Regions from separate parts of the Zea mays genome. Here region 2 is linked to region 1. Evidence: chromatin contacts called from public Hi-C data. All regions are on one chromosome and are shown on one strand. Each heading gives the region's core, a stretch centred on a gene start, on an enhancer-like site or on the middle of the called end of the contact. The rest is flanking DNA. Distances are from core to core; before and after follow the strand shown. Region 1 has its middle 75 kb from the start of LOC103646541. Region 2 holds the start of LOC103646542.

The links. A called contact is a pair of places that touch in the nucleus more often than the background predicts.
Region 2: a contact with region 1 is called in a Hi-C map of tassel, with 4 times the contacts expected there. The contact joins the promoter of LOC103646542 here to the enhancer-like site in region 1. A contact is called at or near these places in 4 of 25 Hi-C or Micro-C datasets (bundle sheath, ear, endosperm and 1 more).

The regions. Positions count from the first base shown.
Region 1 is chr2:65,380,928-65,388,447 of Zm-B73-REFERENCE-NAM-5.0, reverse strand. No RefSeq gene overlaps it. Among protein-coding and RNA genes, the nearest start is that of LOC103646541, 75 kb to the right of the region's middle. Within about 2 kb of position 2,692, at least 16 of the 20 cell types and tissues checked have an H3K27ac peak or open chromatin away from gene starts, as enhancers often do. A contact at or near this core is called in bundle sheath, ear, endosperm and 1 more, where this site is marked.
Region 2 is chr2:65,501,456-65,508,975 of Zm-B73-REFERENCE-NAM-5.0, reverse strand. It overlaps LOC103646542, which reads left to right and starts at 3,567. Exons shown (of 2, transcript XM_008671266.3): 1 at 3,567-4,276; 2 at 4,820-6,061. The coding sequence starts at 3,643. The coding sequence ends at 5,517.

The DNA of each region.
Region 1 (7,520 bases), core at 1,443-3,942:
CCCAGCCTCGGGCAAAGGCAGCCGACCCCGGAGGATTCACGTCTCGCCCGAGGGCCCCCTCAAGCAACGGACACACCTTCGGCTCGCCCGAGGCCCAGTCTTCGCAGAGAAGCAACCTTGGCCAGATCGCCACGCCAACCGACCGTATCGCAGGAGCATTTAATACAAGGATCGCCTGACACCTTATCCTGACGCGCGCTATTCAGTCGACAGAGCCGAATGACCGCAGTCACTTCGCCGCTCCACTGACCGACCTGACAAGAAAACAGCGTCGCCTGTGTCGCTCCGACTGCTGTGCCACTCGACAGAGTGAGGCTGACAGCAGCTAAGTCCAGCCTCGGGCGCCATAGGAAGCTCCGCCTCGCCCGACCCCAGGGCTCGGGCTCAACCTCGACGCTGGACGACGGACTCCGCCTCGCCCGACACCAGGGCTCGGACACAGCCTCGACCTCGGAAGATGGTCTCCGCCTCGCCTGACCCAGGGCTCGGACTCAACCTCGACCTCGGAAGACGGACTCCGCCTCGCCCAACCCCAAGGTTCGGACTCAGCCTCGACCTCGGAAGACGGACTCGACCTCAACCTCGGAGGAGCCTCCGCCTCGCCCGACCTAGGGCTCGGACCGACCACGTCACAAGGGGGGCCATCATTACCCTACCCCTAGCTAGCTCAGGCTACGGGGAACAAGACCGACGTCCCATCTGGCTCGCCCCGGTAAACAAATAATGATGGCGCCCCGCATGTTCCATGACGACGGCGGCTCTCAGCCCCTTACGGAAGCAAGGAGACGTCAGCAAGGATTCGACAGCCCCGACAGCTGTCCTTCCGCAGGGCTCCAGCACTCCTCCGACGGCCACGACATCACATGAACAGGGTGCCAAAACCTCTCTGACTGCCATGACAGCATGTACTTAGGGCTCTAGCTCCTCTCTGCTAGACACGTTAGCACACTGCTACACCCCCCATTGTACACCTGGACCCTCTCCTTACGCCTATAAAAGGAAGGTTCAGGGCTCTCGTACGAGAAGGTTGGCCGCGCGGGAGAACGGGCCGACGCATAAGGCTCTCGCTCTCGCTCTCTCCCACGCGAACGCTTGTAACCCCCTACTGCAAGCGCATCCATCCACCCTGGGCGCAGGACAACACGAAGGCCGCGGGTTCCCCTTACTGTTCTCCCCCTTTGTCTCCCGTCTCGCGCCGACCCATCTGGGCTGGGACACGCAACGACAATTTACTCGTCGGTCCAGGGACCCCCGGGGTCGAAACGCCGACAATTTGTCATCGTGAATTTGGGGCAAAAAAATGTTAGACCTCCTTATAGCCATATAGTTGCTACTGTGCTACATCTCCACCATGTCGACATATGTTCTGCTCGTTCTTGACCGTTATGTTACCAAGTGCCCGTTCCCTCACCTGTACTTGGTTAGATATCATTTTGACTTTGTTCAAACGTTGTCTTCACCTCCATCCTCGCTTGTACACTTACTTATTGATATCGTCAAGTGTTAATTGTCAACGGTCTATTCTCCCACATTCAGTTTCTTGGTTGAAGCTTTCACATTCATCCTTTCATCTTTCTCGATCCATTACGCACACTCACTTAACATTTTTTGTTGTCGACGGTCTCACTGTAGCATGATCGTCGCATTACGGCTCACCCTCGTATCATGACCGTTGCCCTTAAACACTAAAATCTTAACCCCATGTTACCTGTTCTTGAATGACGATGGAGCCTAAGTTTACGTCTCATGGTTCAGCAAACGCGTCACATATAGGGGTGGTAATGGATCACGATCCAAATGTCCCTTCACAAAAATTTAGGGCCGTCAGATAATTTTAGTTTAAAAATGAATAGGAGTAGGATCTGATCCTAATCCGATTCGATTTTTGAAGTTTGTAGTGTAAAATATAAAGCTCATTACCACCTCTAATCACATATCGCGTGTTTGCGATAGGAGAGGTAAACTGACGGTTATGCGTAGGGGTGACAATGGACTATAAATTTTGCACTATAAAATTTAAGGATCGAATCGAATTAAGGTCTAGCTCTATTTGTATTCATTTTTTAACTAGAAATAATTTATGACCCTAACAATGAATAAGCATTTGGATAAGCGTCGTGCTAACGAAGCTTTTCAGCGGCCAGTGGGAACGGAAACGGGCAGACCGATGGCATCGTCCATGGAGAATTGGATATGGATGCTTTTCAGTTCGTGCTCAAAAGTCACTGGTCGATGGACGGACAGCGTGCTTGCACCGCCTGCACTGCAGCAAGGATCGATGACCCGCACACCTTTCACCTTTGGTTTCGGGTTAGTTGACGGCCGGCACCATTGTGTTGTGTCCTTGAGCGAGTGGCATGCAGAGTACCAGTATTCCACGTTGCTGACCCTTGATTCCACTGATGGGATTGTGGTGCTAGTGCTGCCCGGACCACCGCCGATTGGCGATCGACGTGGAGGGGATCGCCATGCCCATGCGCGCATTGACCGGCCGGCTAGCTGCCCGGGTGTCGTCGCTTTTTTTGGCACTTGTCCCAGGTTATATCAGTCATCACTGACCTGATGATGATTCCTACAGATGCATTGCAGGCATGCATACCTCCTCCTCCTGCTGCTGTGGTGCTGTCTAGCTCGCTTCGCTTTCGGCCCCCGTCAGTCAGCAGCCGGCGGACACGACAGGCACACAGCATTTTTCTTGCTGCTAGCCTGTATAGCGCCGCCCTGGCACGTACTACCTCCCATCAAGTCTCGATCCGCACGCCGTTCAAAGGCTTCCCCGCCCGCCGCCCCGGCTTTGATTCCGGCGCCGCCTAGCAGCTCGTACATTGCCTTTTTCAACGTTTGCGGCAGCGCTCCTGTTCGGAGGTTTCACACACGGCGCCGTGCAAGACTGCTTTCTAGCCGGGCCCTGCACGCCGGCCAGCGTTCGATTGTGCCCGTGCAGATACTCTGCCTACTGCACTGTGGCCATTAGGAGGCACGTGAAAAATAAAAGGATGCCAAAGACTCCCTCCACTCCATCCACGTGAGCAGGACCGTTTCCTGACTTTTTAGAGGCACAGGACGAAATTCGAAATGGAGGCTCCATCCACACACAATATATATAATATTTAACATATACAAATTATCATGCACTATTTTAAAGTTTATAAGATAACAAATATAAAATATAGCCAAAAACACATACTTGTTATCCGATGTCATTAAAAATATCTTCTAACATTTTGTGATACAAATCATCGCTTATACCATTAAGATCAATCCATCCAACAACTTCTTTTAGATACATATAATCGACAAACCATTTAACCTTTCTTAAGTCATTGTTGACCTTAAATAATTCAAAAAATATTTCAATTTTAAAATCTTCTCTCCGTCGATGCAACCATCATGTGAATAGTAAATAATACCCTTCTGTATCAAAATAGAATTTATTTTGCTTCTCTAGTGGATTCCTCATCTAGTTGCATATAGACATAAAAATCAAGAGTTAAAACAAATACTATTTTGGAACGAGTGAATATTAGATAAGTAATTGAGACATTAGTTTAACAATCTAAACGAAACTGATTGATAGCGCATCGCTCTTGCGTATTTATGTCTAGGGTAGATATGCTTAGCGGGGAAAAAGTGCTAACGTCCGGTGGCCAGAGGGGCCCTCTGTTTTGGGGGGCCCGGTGCGGCCGCACCCTCCGCACCCCCTCAAGGTTGGCCCTGCACATGAGTTTGTCTTTTTAGGTAACGTGGTGAATAGATATCCTCAGGTGGGCCACCAAAGAGGTCCCCAATGGACCGAGGGCGTAGTCTTTAGGGGTATCAATCGGACATAACCAGAAGCAGACGAGGAAGGCGGTTGCGTAGACGTGAAGACTCACAGGCCACATTCTACACATGCAGGGGATGTGTGAATTTCCTGAAGACTCTCTAACCTCCGGGCAAGTCAGCACGACTCTCGTAGATGTGGGTAGAATGAGGACGTTCATCGGGTAGTGCGTGTAACTCCTCAGTCAAAAATAAGGCAGAGGGGGAGCCCCTTCGTAAACAAAACACATACATCAGTAGGCATAACCATGTTCTACCTCCAGAACTCATTGTAACCGAGAACACCAGGCAATACAACTCCACAAAGTCATAGGATGTAGGGTATTACACGCTCGAGCGGCCAAACCTGTATAATTCTCTGTGTCCCGTCGTGCCCTACACGAACCATCGAGCTGTGATCGATCTCGCCGTCCTCCCAAAAGCACTACGTGTTATGCCCCGTAGTGCGCCATCCATACCAAACACTGACAGCTGGCGAGCCAGGTAGGGGATGAGACGTCGATCTATGACAGGTCCATGGCCATCATTTTCAACATTGTCATCAGCTTCGACGTCGAGGAGGTTTTCCACTTTGGATCCCTCTTGTCGGCGTTTCGAGACAGGGGGGTCCCTAAGCCGACGAGTGAGTGTGCTGCGTGCCCCAGCCCAGATGGGTCGAGCGCGTGGGCGAGCGCGAAGGGGGGAAAGTCGAGGTGGCCGGAGACGGGCGTGAGAGAGGTGGAAGTCCCGCGGCCTTCGTGTTCGTCCCGCGCCCAGGTCGGGTGCGCTTGCAGTAGGGGGGTTACAAGCGTCCACGCGGGTGAGGGAAGCGAGCGGCCCCAAGAGAGCGCCTGTCTCGTCCTCGTCCCCGCGCGGCCAACCTTCTCTAAGAAGGCTCTGGTCCTTCCTTTTATAGTCGTAAGGAGAGGATCCGGGTGTACAATGGGGGGTAGCAGAGTGCTACGTGTCTAGCGGAGAGAGAGCTAGCGCCCTGGGTACATGCCAATGTGGCAGCCGGAGAGGTCTTGGCACCTTGCTGGCGTGATGTCGTGGCTATCGGAGGAGCGACGGAGCCTGGCGGAGGGACAACTGTTGGAGCGGTCGAGTCCTTGCTGACGTTGCCCTGCTTCCGTAAGAGAGCTGAGAGCCGCCGTCGTCACAGAGCTTGTGGGGCGCCATCATTGCCCATCTGGCGGAGCTGGCCAGATGGGACACCGGTCTTGTTCTCCGCGACCCGAGTCGGCTCGGGGTAGGATGATGATGGCGCTTCCCGTTGACGTGGCGGGCCTGTGCCCTAGGTCGGGCGACGTGGAAGCTCCTCCGAAGCCGAAGTCGAGTCTGTCTTCCGTGGCCGAGGCCGAGCCCGAGCCTCCGGGTCGAGCGAGGCGGAGATCGTTCGGCCGAGGCCAGGGCGGAGCCCGAGCCCTGGGGTCGGGCGAGGCGGAGATCGTTCGGCCGAGGCCAGGGCAGAGTCCGAGCCCTGGGGTCGGGCGAGGCGGAGTTTCGTCGTCTTCCGGGTCTTAGCCCGAGTCCGAGCCCTGGGGTCGGGCGGAGCGGAGTTCGCCGTCTTCCGGGTCTTAGCCCGAGTCCGAGCCCTGGGGTCGGGCGGAGCGGAGTTCGCCGTCTTCCGGGTCTTAGCCCGAGTCCGAGCCCTGGGTCGGGCGGAGCGGAGTTCGCCGTCTTCCGGGTCTCAGCCCGAGTCCGAGCCCTGGGTCGGGCGGAGCGGAGTTCGCCGTCTTCTGGGTCTTAGCCCGAGTCCGAGCCCTGGGTCGGGCGGAGCGGAGTTTCCCATGGCGCCTTTGGCAAGGCCTGACTGCCTGTCAGACTCACTCTGTCGAGCGGCACTGCAGTCGGAGCGGCGCAGGCGGCGCTGTCCTTCTGTCAGACTGGTTAGTGGAGCGGTGGAGTGACGGCGGTCACTTCGGCTCTGCCGGGGGGCACGTGTCAGGATAAAGGTGTCAGGCCACCTTTGCGTTAAATGCTCCTGCAACTTGGTCAGTCGGTGCGGCGATTTAGTCAGGGTTGCTTCTAAGCGAAGCCAAGGCCTCGGGCGAGCCGGAGGTGTGTCCGCCGTTAAAAGGGGGGCCTCGGGCGAGACGGAAGTCTCTCGAGGACGGCTGCCTTTGGCCGAGGCTAGGCTCGGGCGAAGCGTGATCGAGTCACTCGTGTGGACTTGATTCCTGACTCAATCGAACCCATCAGGCCTTTGCAGCTTTATGCTGATGGGGGTTACCAGCTGAGAATTAGGCGTCTTGAGGGTACCCCTAATTATGGTCCCCGACAGTAGCCCCCGAGCCTCGAAGGGAGTGTTAGCACTCGCTTGGAGGCTTTCGTCGCACTTTTTTGCAAGGGGACCAGCCTTTCTCGGTTGCATTTTGTTCCGGTGGGTGCACGCGAGCGCACCCGCCGGGTGTAGCCCCCGAGGCCTCGGAGGAGTGGTTACACTCCTTCGAGGTCTTAATGCCTTGCGTAATGCTTCGGCTGGTCTGGTTGTTCCCTCATGCGAACTGGCCGTAGCCCGGGTGCACGGTCGGGGCCCAAGCTCTCGGGCTGGTATGTTGACGCTGTCAACGGTTCGGCCGGAGCCGGGTTTGCGAGAGCAGCCCCCGAGCCTCCGCACAGGGCGAGAGGACGATCAGGGACAGACTCGACTTTTTACATACGCCCCTACGTCGCCTTTCCGCAAGGAGGAGGGGGGGGGGGAGTGCGCCATGTTACCCTCGATGGGCACCGAACATGGTGTCTCCGGTGAGCTGCAAGCGGGTAATCTGAGTGGACGTCTGTGCCCCGTTCGTTGGGGGTCGGCTAGGGGCCCAGAGGCACGCCCAAAAGTACCTGCGGGTGATTTGCCGGACCCGGTCCCCTGGCGACGGGGTCCGAGGGCTCGATGCCTCCCTCCGATGGGATTCCGTTACAAGATCGTTCCCGCTGGTCTCGGAAATGTCCTAGGGTACCTCGGGAGCGCAGCCCGAGCCTCGGTTATGTATCGAACGTACCCCTGGTCATCCCTCGCTCGGCGTCTGAGGCGACTGTGAACCCTTCGGGGGCCAGCCTTCGAACCCTTGATCAGTAATGGGCGCGGAGCCCGAGTAGCCTGAGGCGGCCATGGAGCCCTTCGGGGGGCTGGCCTTCGAACCCCTGACCAGTAGTGGGTGTCGGGCTCACGCGATCTGAGGCGACTGTTGAACCCCTCGGAGGGCCAGTCTTCGAACCTCTGATCAGTAGGGGGGGCTCGGAGCCCGGTTCCTTCGCGGAGAAGGATCCTTTTCGGGGTATCCCCCTTTCCCGGTCCCTGTTGCAAGAGATAGAGAAAGAGGAAAAAGGAAAAGGAAAAGGATACGAAATCGAACGACGTGGCGTACCTCTTTTTGACGCGGTTATCACGGCGAAGGCGAAGCGTCGTCCGCTCCTCCTGCCAGAGGCGCCGCCTGTCCCGCCGCGGAGTTAATGCGACGGGGCGAGTGGCTGGCGGGGCGGCCGTTGCGCGTGCGCGATCCGTTCGAGGAACGGGTCACGGGTGCACCGTCATCACGCCGTGGGAGGAGGCTCCCTTGCTGTCCCCGGACGGGACGTGAGCCTGGCTGACGACGTGACTGCTGCTCCCGCCCGCCTGCCACCGTCATCACTGCCGGCCCACTTTCGGCCGCATTGACCGTCGCGCCAGGCTGGCGCCGCTGGGTCGTGCGCTGGTCGCCTCGAGTCACGGCATAGGCTCCGCA
Region 2 (7,520 bases), core at 2,318-4,817, 120 kb before region 1:
CTTCGTATGGTAGGTGAACAAGTAGATGTTGCATCGGATTGAAGAAACCTGGTGGAAATATTTTTTCAAGTTTGCATACCAAAATCGGTATTTGTTGCTCAAGCTTCTCCATCATCTCTTTCTTTATTTCTTTGGCACAAAGATGTCTATAAAAGTAGCTTAGCTCCGCTAATGCTTTCCAGACATCATTTTTTACAAAACCACGAAACATAACAGGAATGAATCTTTCCATTATTATGTGGTAGTCATGACTCTTCAACCCAGAAAATTTGCCCGTCTTCAAATTCACAGACCTTCTAAAGCCCGCGGCGTAACCATCTGGGAACTTTAAGTTTTTCAACCATTTCATCAATTGTTTCTTCCTTTTAGGTTTAATACTGAAAGGAGCACGTGGCTTCTTCTGATTCTCTCCTATCTCCATAGTTGGTCTTCTACAGATTAAGGCCAAGTCTTTCCTTGCCTTAGGGTTGTCTTTTGTTTTGTCAGTGATATTCATGCAAGTGCTGATAATGCTTTCACCCATATTTCGTTCCTGGTGCATGACATCAATGTTATGCATTAGAATCAAGGCTTTCATATAAGGGAGATCCCATAGACCACATTTGTGAGTCCAATTATGCTCGGTTCCATAACCTTCAAAACGATTTCCATGTTCGTTTAGTTTCAAATCATTAAGTCTCGCGAGAATCTCTGGACCACTTAGACGCTTGGGTGGTCCCCTCGTCCCAATCGTGTCCTTTTTAAAAGCGTTCCTATCGAACCTGAACGAGTGATCCTCTGGCAAAAAACATCTATGGCAATCGAAGTAACATATCTTTCCACCAAACTTTAGTCGAAAGCATAAAGTGTCTTCAACGCATATCGGACATGTCAAAATCCCATGACAACTACATCCAGCAAAGATACCATAAGCCATAAAATCATGAATAGACCATAAAAACGCGGCTCTCAGGTTGAACTTCTGTTTCTTGTAACAATCGTACGCCTCGACTCCTTCCCACAAAATTTTCAATTCTTCAATCAGGGGTCTCATCATCACATCGATCTTTATTCCAGGATGATCCGGACCAGGTATTACAAGACACAAGAAAATAAATTCATATTTCATGCAAAGAGCTGGTGGAAGGTAGTATGGAACAGCAAAGACGGGCCAACATGAGTAGGACGTTGCAGTTAGATTGAATGGCGAGAAACCATCTGTTGCCAAACCGAAGCGGACATTCCGCACTTCATCAGCAAAGCTGGAATCAAAAGCATCTAGTGCCTTCCATGCATCTGTATCAGCTGGGTGCACCATGACATTTGGATTCTCACGTACCCCTTCTTTGTGCCACCTCATGTGTCTGGCTGTATTCTTGGAGATGAAAAAACGTTTCAACCGAGGTATGAGAGGCATGTAACGAAGCTGCTTACGTGCAATCTTCGTAGTCACGGTCAAACCATCGTCGTTTTCAACCTCAACGAATCTACGCTCACCACATACAGTACACTTCTTCTCACTCGTGGTCTCCTTCTAGAAAAGCATACAATTATTTTCACATACATCGATTTTTTCGTAGTCCATACCGAGCCCAGATAACTTTTTAGACTGATACATGTCCTTTGGCATCTTGTGATTCTCCGGAAGTACATCACTGATCAAGTTCAAAAGCTCCTTGTAACAGTTGTTTGAGAATGCAAACTTAGACTTAATAGCCATAAGTCGAGTCACAAATACAAGGACGGTCACTTTTGTGTGCACATGCAACGGCTCTTCGGCAGCTTTAAGGAGCTCGAAGAACTTCTGAACCTCAGGTTTAGCTGGATCCTCAAACTCGGTGGGTTGACCGGGGTTCTCCGAATCGATGGTTAGAAGCTCATGGCGTACATCGTCAAGCATCTCTTCCATCCTATCGTAGTCCTCCTCTTCATGTGACTGAACTTCTGATACAATACGAGGAGGTGGGTCCTCACCGTGGTGCACCCACACCTCATAGCCTGGCATATAACCGTTCTTGCAAATATGTATCGACATAGTCCTCCTGTCAAGGAAATTAATGTTCCGACACTTGCTACAAGGGCACCTAACATCGGTTCCAGTCTCTGACCGAGCAAAAGCATGGTCGAGAAAAGCATCAGTCTTGGCAACCCACTCACTTGATAGAGCACCTCTTTTCTTCCAACCTTCATACATCCATCGACGATTCTCCTCCATACTAGATACGAGACGTTAACTTAATTAGATAAGTAATGCACGGACCATCTGTTTTTACGAAGAAATCACGCCCCTACATCTGTAGGAAAGGATAGGTCCTAAACCCACCCAGGAGTGACCGACGAGCCCGTGTTTATGACAAGACATGTGGTCGTGCGAAATTTTGGCAGCATAACCCCGCTGTTCTCCAATCGCACGCCTAAAAATGGTGCAATTGGAGAACAGAGGGGTTATGTTGCCGAAACTAAGCAGGAGCACATGCTTTTGTCATAAACACAGACTCTGTCGGTCACCCCGAGGCTGTCCAATAAAGGGACAATTCTGGCCCAACATACCTCACATGTGTCGCTTGTAAGGTGTGTTGGGCCGAAACGGGTGACGCCTAGGTTTCGTTTGTTCACACTACGATACACTATGATTAACTAGAATCATCGTGCATTATTAAATAATAAAACTAATAAACCACAATACAATATTACATACGAAATAACATTGTTATGGATGACAAATCATATAAAATGACCTTATTTCCGAGGGCATAATAATTACCCTCGGAAATTAAAAATTTAAATTATCTAAAGCACCACTAAATGAACTAAAACAAGCTAATTTAATTACATAATCAAATTTTGGCCGTCGGACATAACAAACTAAACAATCAAATACATTCATACATACAATTCTAATCAAATACATTCATACATACAATTCTTATCAAATACATTAATACATACAATTCTAAAAAACAATGTTAAGGATACTCACTTAGCGGTAGTTGTGGTTATGCCGTTGGCGAGGAGCAGCAGCGCGGGAGACACCGGACAGCGGGCGTGGGGAGCCGGACGGCGGCGGGCGCACGGTGCGACCGGGGCCTCGGCGAGCGCGCAGGCACGACGGCTGCCTCGGTGAGCGCGCTGGCGCGGCGGCGACGAAGCGGGCACGGCGGCGAGGCGACGGCGCGGAGAGAGAGAGAGAGCACCGAGCGCGCGAGAGAGAAATGAAAATCGAAACGGCCCTAGCGCCGTTACCTTGAAATCAGTAATCTCCGACGGCTACGCTGCCAGCCGTCGGACATAACCTTATCTCCGACGGCCTCGTACACAGCCGTCGGAGATAAGCAGTATTTCCGAGAGCCCGTTGTGGCCGTCGGACATAACCTTATCTCCGACGGCCTCGTAGGCGGCCGTCAGAGATAAGGTGGCCGTCGGATGTTTGTTAGTTTACTGTAGTGGAAGGCGCCGCTATCTTGTCTTTTCCGAATTCCGACATGCATGCTGCTAATAAAGCAATATTAGTATTATTATTAGAGATGTCCCAAGTTTTAAGATAACCTTTTTTACCCTTTCGGAACTAAGTTTACAGTACAAAAGGTTTCATCTTCCTTTCTCTCTCTTACTAGCCAACACAGTAAATAAACAATAAATAATAAAGATAAAAGAGAAGGCATTATGCGCATCTCTCTCCGCGTACTTATCAGTAGCGAGCTCGGCACGTCATTGTGCACTGCTGCACCGAGCCTAGCGCGAGCCTCCGTCCGAAAGTCCAAATCTTCAGCTCTCTCCTTGACGCATGCCCGGATCGATCGGTCCAGCTCTACCCACCGGAGGAGGAGGCAGATCAACGGGCAGCTGACTAAGGTGGATCCACGGAGGAGGCATGGCAAGAGGCCCCTACCCGCCGACGAGGAGGAGGAAGAGGAGGAGGAGCTGCCCCCGCCGCCGGCAAAGTACGAGCAGCTGGATCAGGAGGAGAAGCATCACGTTGTCGTCTCGCAGCTGCAAGCAGGAGCTACCTTTAGCGGTGGCCGAGGGTCTTCGTCGTCTTCCGTGGCCGGCCCTTCGCCGGAGGCGTACGCGCAGTACTACTACTCGGCGCGCGCCGACCACGACGCCTCCGCCGTGGCCTCCGCGCTAGCCCATGTCATCCGCGCCTCGCCCGACCAACTCCCGCCGCAGCAGGCCGCCTGCTTGTACGGCGCCGCCGGCGCGCCGGTCCTGCGGCAGGGAGAGGGAGACCATCCGCAACCGCAAGCGGCTGCGCACCACCATCCCGGTGGCCACGTCGCCGCCGAGGAGGAGCAAGGTACGCGCGCGCACGTAGCCATCCATCCTCTCTCATCGATCGATGCGAGCATAGCAAAGCTAGCATTACTCCTTGTCCTGTGTGCGCGCTCGATTGCGAAAGCAAGGCACGCACACACGGGCGCTTCCGCTCGCTCGATTGCGCGGCTAGCTGTTTGGAAGCTTCGCACCGTCCAAATCAGTGACACGTCGTCCATCATCGATGCAGCCTGTCAATTACCAGCAGCTAGCTAAGTATACTTACTCCTTGACTAGCAGTAATAGTCCGTGGGTTAATGAACACTCGAGAAAGCACACCAGCATGAACTGGGCAGGAGATCAAGCACCGCTAATTAACTATGCTGATTGACGAATTATCTTGCCAAGGAGTATTTTATGCGTACAAAGATTACGTTATCTGTGACGCAACGTGCTCTCACGACGATTTGATAAAACCTGTGTCCAGGCCAAGTAGGTGGTAGATAGTTAATTACTCTATTGAGCACGGCCATGTGTTTTGTAGTAGCGAATAAACTAAGCATGTTTTGCGCCGCGGGAGGTGCAGGTCTGAGGCGGCACTACCGAGGGGTGAGGCAGCGGCCGTGGGGCAAGTGGGCGGCGGAGATCCGGGACCCCAAGAAGGCGGCGCGGGTGTGGCTCGGCACCTTCGACACGGCGGAGGACGCCGCCATCGCCTACGACGAGGCGGCGCTGCGGTTCAAGGGCACCAAGGCCAAGCTCAACTTCCCGGAGCGCGTGCAGGGCCGAACCGACCTCGGCTTCGTCGTCACCCGCGGCATCCCGGACCACCACCGGCACCCGCGGGCGGCGGCGGTGAACCTGGCAGCAATGCCGCAGGCGCAGGCGCAGCCGCACTTGCAGCACGGCCGCCCGACCGTCATGCCGTACCCGTACCCGTACCCTGACCTCATGCAGTACGCGCAGCTGCTGCAGGGCGGCCGGGGCGGCGGCGACCACGCGGCGGCGGTCCAGCAGCAGCTCATGATGATGGGCGGGCGGGGCGGCAACCTGCCCTTCTCGTTCTCGCCGCCGTCGTCCTGGAGTGCGCCGCCGCAGATACTGGACTTCTCGGCGCGGCAGCTCATCACCCAGCCCGGCCCGCCGTCGTCTCCGGCCGCCCCCGGCGGCGCGGCGCCGTCCACGCCGTCGTCCACGACCACGGCGTCGTCGCCCAGCGCCAGCGCCAGCGGCAGTGCATGGCCGTACGGTGGGGAGCACCACAGGAATAAAAAGGACGCGTGATCGTCCAGCTGGCCGGCCGATCGAGGATATGGATATGCATGCATGCAACTTGCAGTGCGAGGGGATCAGATCAAGAAGTAGCTGTGCGGAGGAATGGAATATGCATGCACGCATGCAATATGGGCGGGGTAAGTGGCAGCGACGATTTTTGGTCCAAGCATAACCATTTCTTGGCCCTTTAGTTTCCACGTCGATTTCTTCTTCTTTTTTTTTCTCACGAGATGATCTTCTTTTGTTCATTTCTTGGAGGATCTTGATCACTTTGGTTAATTAGAGAGCTAGCTCGCTATAGCTGCTTGCTTAGGTGCTTTTACTACTACCTTCCTTTTGTATAATGGCCTGCTCTAGGTGCTCATATCTTTAATTTGTTCAAGTGTCAACTGAGATTAACTACCTGTGTGCAAACTAATCCAAAGCAAAGAAGAGTGGAACCTTATGTATATGGGGCATGTTCTCCCTCTCTCTCTCTCTCTCTCTCCAAATGATTGATTTATTCCTTTGTCCCTACATATTGGTCGGAAAAAGATTATTATTGCAAGCTCTCTATGTTCTCTGTCATATATGTATTGGAGCGTACAAAAGAACCACATCTCAATAGATAATGAAACAGTACTAGACGACTTAGCTAGGAACATTGCTTTGGGACACGATATATATACCAATCAAAATTGTCTGGTTTATTTAAGGGGGAAAAAGGGGAATATTCCCAATTAGTAGTTACTTGTTATTAAAGATTTTGACTTTTTTCACATCGAAATCATTCTTTTTTGTTCGGTTGTTTTAGCATTGCGCTTTTGTTCTCTGTCTGTTTTCAGTCCCTATATATACCTCTATATTCCCTTGTCTCTGAAGGATGTTCCCTATGTCCTTTTCAAGCCTTGTTACATGTATCATAGTGTGTTGTTACGTACGTAATGGAGTACGTGGCATCTTCCAAACTCCGATCAGAAACGTAGCTCTAGTATGATATTTAACTAATAGTATCTCAGATATTATTATTTTTTTAAAAAAGGTGTAATTGTGATTTGATGGCATGTGCCGAGATTTTTCGTAACCTGCCGACATGGTACCAACATGCAACATATGGAGGAACCTCGCCCGTCCCATGTGCATGCATGCATGCTTCTAGAAGCATATATATGGCCTGGTCACTGGTCAGGTATCGATTCAATGCCAAATCGTTCTACGCAACTGCATTTTTTTAAAAAAAATTATTTATTGGTATAACAATACAAGTTTTCCAAGCGTCCTCCAGCTACCAATAATGAATAAATTAAATGAAGATATATATATATATATATATATATATATGCATCCATCACATGCATATGCAAGTATATGGTCTACCTGATTTATTAGTTTCCAAGAATCTAGCTCTACTAGCTAGTATTCTGAAATTATATCTTGATTACTATGTATTTTTTATTTTTATTATTACTGAACTTTTGGTCGTTCTTCCAAAACTCCTCATTCCCCTAACTATTTGCTAACACATAACTAGCATTATATATTTTGTCTCGTGTGGTTATTATCAACTTCTTTCTCAAAGAAACCTTTGTGCATAAGGTTTGGGGCTATCATGCATGCTGTGGTGATGTGGATCATCATCTTTCGCCTTCTTTGCTTTCATGATGGGGGGGGGGGGGGGGGTGTACAAGCTAGCTAGTATCAGAATTTGACACGCACATTCCTTGGCAGGCCCTTTTTGCTTTGGTCTCGTACTCTCGTGGCTTTTGTGCTCTTGCTGTGTGTGCTACCTGGCAGCAAGCAGCGCGCGCTTTCGGGTTAGGCATGACTCACGCCTCTCTTGGTTTTTTTTTGTTCAACTCATCATTTATCGAGCCGGAGAAACTGGAAAGATAGATAGATAGATGATGATATACATGCGCTCGAGACGGGAGCAGCAGAAGCAGCCTTTTTAGGCGCACTATAGTGCTCCCATGCTGAGACGGTCTCACACGTGTGCGTCGGTCGTACACAAAAGGGCCAATGGCACCTAACTT